2 separate regions of the Dromaius novaehollandiae genome follow, and region 2 is linked to region 1. A link is a contact called in public Hi-C data. All regions are on one chromosome and are shown on one strand. Each heading gives the region's core, a stretch centred on a gene start, on an enhancer-like site or on the middle of the called end of the contact. The rest is flanking DNA. Distances are from core to core; before and after follow the strand shown. Region 1 overlaps REPS2 (RALBP1 associated Eps domain containing 2). Region 2 has its middle 12 kb from the start of RBBP7.

Region 1 (2,700 bases), core at 92-2,591:
TTAAAATGTTGAATACTGTCTCTTCATTAGGAATTGTCAGGGAAATTGCTTCTGGTTATATTTGTGAGTGAGTGAAAGTGGGTTGGTTTATTTATTTATTTTTTTAATTTATTTTCTCTCACTGTTTAGCTGCGAGGTCTGGCTGGCTGCCACCACCACCACCTGCATTGCCCCCTCGACCTTCTGTAACTCAGGTATGAACAAAGTTTTAGCACTTTTTTGTGTATTACTCCATATTTGTATTACTATTGTGGTGGTTAAAACAAGTTAGCTTGGACATCTTAGCTGTTCTCATTTCCAAGTTAATGCACGTGTGCAGTTTGCTCGGCAGGTCCATACATGTCCCTTTCCATTGGTCTAGTCAGTGTGTTGCAATGTCAAATTACCGACTAATTAAATCTCTTTGTAGTGAAGCCGACATGCACCCACTAGACAAAATAATAAATTAAAGGCCACTAAGGCTAGTCTGATAATAGTTTGATGCCTGGAAGGCATGGGCTTGATACCAGCTTTTGGTTTCTCAAGCTTCAAATGTTCAGAGGGCGTCTATTAAGGGAGCCACAGCATGTAAGAGTTTATTTCACCCATGGGTGTGAAAAGTCACACTGAAAGGAAGTGAATTCATGTCAGTTGTGTTATTAAGTTTCAAGCCATTGGTGGCACGCTTTTTTTGTTGTTTAGACCATTGCACTGCCATAGCACAATGCAAATAAACATAATTTTGAATATCTGTATGCAGATACTTCTTTGTATTTTAGGAAATGATGGAGGATCAATGTCTTGTACTTTTGATGCTGTTGGCTCTGTTAAGTGTTAGGCAGCAGTACACTGTATATATTATTCCCTTAGGGTGAGATGTAAATGGAGGACAAGTCCACAGGGAAGCTAACAGCCCATTATACACAAAAACTTGGTGAGGCACCTTTATTGGGCCAGAAGCAGTCATCACTTGAGTTTTGGATCTACTCTAAGAGTCTAATGTTAACCTCTCTTGTTGCCCATTGCTTATGACAGAATTATTAAAAGGCTTGTGGCCACCCACAGCTGCACAAAAAAAATCTAATTGTTCTCTTTTTACCCCCAACGCTCCTTATCTGTGTCTGAGTGTAGCTAGCTTTTTGCCTTGAGGACTGTAGAGCATTCTGGTTTGAAAGTGTGTGCTTCACTTGAGTCAGGATGGCATTCGCTTTGCTACTTAGTGCACCCATCCAGTTTTTGCTTTGTCTAATGTTCTCGGAAGAGCAGTGTTTCCCTGTGGCCTTCCTCTGATCCCGCGCCGCTGCTTCCTGCCTCCTATCCGTTCTGCCTGCCAGCAGCTACCGACAAAACCTGCACCAGCCCTTCTGCCTCTGCTGTAATTTATACCAGCTGTCACAGCCACTCTGTCTCCATGTTTTGCAAGCCCTGTTACTGCCTTCTAGAGAAACAATAAATATGGCAAATCCCCATTCTTAGGGATAAGAACGTTGTTTTCAAGCAAGATTTTGCTAATTGTTCTTGTTTGCTAATTGTTCATTTCTTCACCAGGGTAGTGAGGAGAGCTTTTAATTTATATGTTCATGTCCAGCAGCTTCCTTACCACATAAATACGGAACCAACTGCTTATCCTACACTGCGCCACATAGAGTACAGGACCTTTTTAAAATTATAAACACAAGATCCTTGTGTGAAATTCCTGATACACTCCCCTCCAATATAAAAGTGTGTTTTCTGAAAAGAGGAATGACTTCTGTGTCTAGTCAGTATTGAATATGTAGCTGATAGTTTGCTTTCATGTATTGCTTATATTTACTCAATTTAATTCTGATGATTTTTAAAGTTATTTAATCAAATATCTCTCAAAATATTGTTGTCCTGACTTCTAACAAAAATGTGTATCAAAACGTTTCTTGAAGCCATTTAAACTTCACCTTTGTCACATTCTGTTTGTTTTGTCTTCAAATGTGTCTTTCTGTGATAAAGGTAATCAGCAATAGGGGTGTGTGTGTGATGGGGCCATAATTCAGCTTAGCTGACTTTATGAATGGCATGTAAGGAGTAGTAAGCATATGGATTACATTAGTCCAATGGGGCCCTTGATTTAAAGAGCATGAAGAAATTGGAGAGAGGGATCTGCTTTTAAAACAGAGACAGGATCAAGAACTGAAGAAAAGCCATGATGCTGAAATGACATATTCAGCTTTTTCCTGTTTCAGGATTTACCAAGCTCTTCTTAAATTTCTGTTTTAACTTCTTTTCAACAACGTTATTGAAAATCTCTTTTATTACCTTAACATTTTACTGTATGTCTGCAGTTAAGTACTGTGAATGATAAATATAGCCTGGAAATGAAGTGATCCCCACATATTTCAGGTGACTGTGCACCATGTAAGTATGCTTGCGGTGTGATTATTTTGGCTCTGCTTTGAAAATCAGTTGATGGAGGGGGAAAGGGAAATCATTTCTTCTGAAGACTACAGTTTTTTGTGGATGGCTGAGAACCAGCTTGGACCGGTGGGCTCTTTAGTGTGAGATTAAAGAGCTCATTGGATGTAAAGACCAAAGTGCATAGAGGTACCAAGGGATAGGTATTACATTTCAATAAAGCAGAAGTCCTTCTGTGAGCTTAATCATAAGGAAGATAGAAATGGCTTCTTTACTTTAGTCCTTGGTTGCTGTTGTTTTTAGTAACATTTGTTTCAACCTTAAGGAAAACATTAT
Region 2 (2,708 bases), core at 98-2,597, 110 kb before region 1:
TGTATTTCCTCCAGCAGATACCAGGGTGGTTAAAGCCCCCCATGAGAACCAGGGCCTGTGATCATGAGGCTACTTCCAGCTGTCTGTAGAAGGCCTCATCTACTTCCTGTTCCTGATCAGATGGCCTGCAGCAAACACCCACAGCAGCGTCACCCATGTTAGTCTGCCCTTTAATCCTTACCCATAGGATCTCCATCTGCTCATCATCCACCCCTAGGCAGAGCTCAATACATTCGAGTTGCTCTCTCACATAAAGGGCAACTCCCCCACCTCACCTTCCTGGCCTGTCCTTCCTAAAAAGCATGTAGCCATCCATGGCAGCATTCCACTCATGCGAGCTATCTTACCGTGTCTCTGTAATTGCAATGAGATCATAGCCTTGCGACTGCACACAGATCTCTCATTCTTCCTGTTTATTCCCCATGCTGTGTACATTTGTGTACAGGTACTTCAGAGAGGTATTTGAGCATGCTGATTTCCCAGGAGGGGGTGCAAGAGGATTCTCCATAGTGTTGTCTTGTAGGTACTTCCTTAGATGCATGCAATTGCTGGAGGTGTCCTCACTTGAGCCCTGTTTTGCTGACTTCATGGTCTCTGTAACTCTCCCCTTCCCCCATCTTTCCTAGTTTAAGCCCTCCTTGTCAGGTTGGCCAGCCTGTTGGCAAAGATGCATGTGCCCCATTTAGTGAGCTGGATCCCATCTCTCCAAATCAGTTGTTGATCTTCAAACAGGGTCCTATGGTCATAGAAATCAAAGCCCTGTTGCTGAAAGATTACTTTATACTGACTGTGAAACTGCACCATAGGCATCATGCAAATCAGTAGCATTAGCACTTCGTTGCTGGTTCAATGCAATAGCTGGAGTGTTGAGTCCACTGAACAGCCAGCAAGTATTGTTATCTCTCTGCCACTTCTTTTTCTTCTGCAGATGAGGAAACTGAGAAAGCAGGTGAAAACTCCATTCATGTGATTTCATTTGCTGGCATGGGAGTAAATTGCGGTATATAGGTAGGACTTCAGTGAGAGACAACTGAGCTAAATATGAGTACAGGGACTCCCAGTATCATGGGATACTGTCAAGGCCTTATTTGACATACATTTAAATATTATCTAAAGGGTCTCCTTAAAGGAAAAAAGTTTTAGCAAAATGATGGCTTTGCCAGAAGGCAGCACAACTGGGTCAAATTAAATAAAGCCTGACTTTTAAAAGCACCTTGAAATTTGAGATGCTGCAGAGAACCTCTTTAAAAGGTGTCTGAGATTGAGCATCAGTTGAGGAAATCCCTAACACAGGGGGCTTTCGAAAAATCTAAGCTTACATATTTGAACTATTTCTCCATACAGCTGGAAATGTAATGTGAGAAGGGCCTAAGTGACTTGGCCAAAATAATTCAGGGAATCAGAACTGCTGAATTCTAATCCTACCTCAAGTTTCTCGCTGCCTGCTCAGAATGCTAGCATTTGGACTTACTATTTTGTGTTTTGCCTTCCTTAATTTCTGCTGTGAAGTGCATTGTGAGGACAGGAGAGCAATGAAAACTGTGAACAGGGCATCTGTACTCTCTTTTTTTATGCAGAATCTGTTTCTTGCTGAGATTTAAGGAGGCAAGTACAGACTACATGGTAACATATTTCTGCATGAGAAGTCTTTTTTGGCTATATCTCACTTTTTAAAAAGTTTGCATGTGAGATTAAGGAAGGTTGTGAATAACCTGGTTTCTTTTTTGGAGCATTGACTGAGATGTAGTTAACTGGATGTCAGGATGGCTTTACTATTAATTATGTGTTACAATTACATCCATACCACAACCAGATCAGAATCAGATCAGAATCTGATTCTGTCAGCACTCTGCAAACACCATAGGAAGAAGTCAGCTGTTGACCTGAAGTTCTGTCTTATTCTTAGATTTATTCTTAAGAGGTCTCTCTTAGAGATCTCTCTATAAACTTATTCTTAGAGGAGAAAACAGTTGGATACAGGAAGATGAGGCTGTCCAAGGAGACAGTTATTGGTGAGCAAAATAAGTAGTTTTCACCATGGTTGCAACTTCCCTGATAGCATAAATTATATATAAGGAACAAATTTGAAAGAGAGACAAAGTATCTTTGTGAATGCTTATGGGGGATCTCTTCACAGGCAAAACAAGCAAGTAGGAGGAAAAAAAAAGGTAGATGACTTTGCAGATAACTTTTATTTGTTATTTAGGTGACCTCACAAAAAGTTGCTTTAGTATCCTGGTATTAGTCTTCTAGGCTTAAAATTTACATTTTAGTTTGGATCAGGAGTGTACTTTCCAGCAAACCTTCTGATTGTCCCCACTTCCCGCACTTTGGTTTACAGCGCAGGGTGGTCTCAGAGCACATGAACTGGATTCCTTTTGGATGAAACTAAATTGGAAATATGCTCCAACTGCCAATGATGGTTAGTCATACAGAAGCAGACTAGAGATAGTCTAATGTAAAAAAAAAAAACCAAAAAAACCCCAAATGTTTAGCATGGGGCAAAGCTCAAAATGAATTGCTTTGCTCTAGAGATCCACTCCTTTTCTATGACATTACTTGCTAATGTAGACATATACTATTTTGTTTCTTTTATCTGTTTTTTTGAAAGAAGGACAGCTTTTTGATAGAGTTTCAAGTGCTCTTTACTTTTATTTCTTAAGTACGTTGATATCCTATCATCTGTAATGCCTCAGCGGCATTTGCTC

Evidence for each region. Hi-C and Micro-C count contacts between places; a contact is called where the count stands out from the background.
Region 2: a contact with region 1 is called in a Hi-C map of brain, with 4 times the contacts expected there. The contact joins two enhancer-like sites. A contact is called at or near these places in 3 of 4 Hi-C or Micro-C datasets (brain, liver and ovary).

Annotation. Positions count from the first base shown.
Region 1 is chr1:135,733,257-135,735,956 of bDroNov1.hap1, reverse strand. It overlaps REPS2 (RALBP1 associated Eps domain containing 2), which reads left to right. Exons shown (of 17, transcript XM_064499653.1): 14 at 130-194. Among named protein-coding and RNA genes, the nearest start is that of REPS2, 84 kb to the left of the region's middle. Within about 2 kb of position 1,341, at least 2 of the 2 cell types and tissues checked have open chromatin away from gene starts, as enhancers often do.
Region 2 is chr1:135,840,095-135,842,802 of bDroNov1.hap1, reverse strand. No RefSeq gene overlaps it. Among named protein-coding and RNA genes, the nearest start is that of RBBP7, 12 kb to the left of the region's middle. Within about 2 kb of position 1,347, at least 1 of the 2 cell types and tissues checked has open chromatin away from gene starts, as enhancers often do.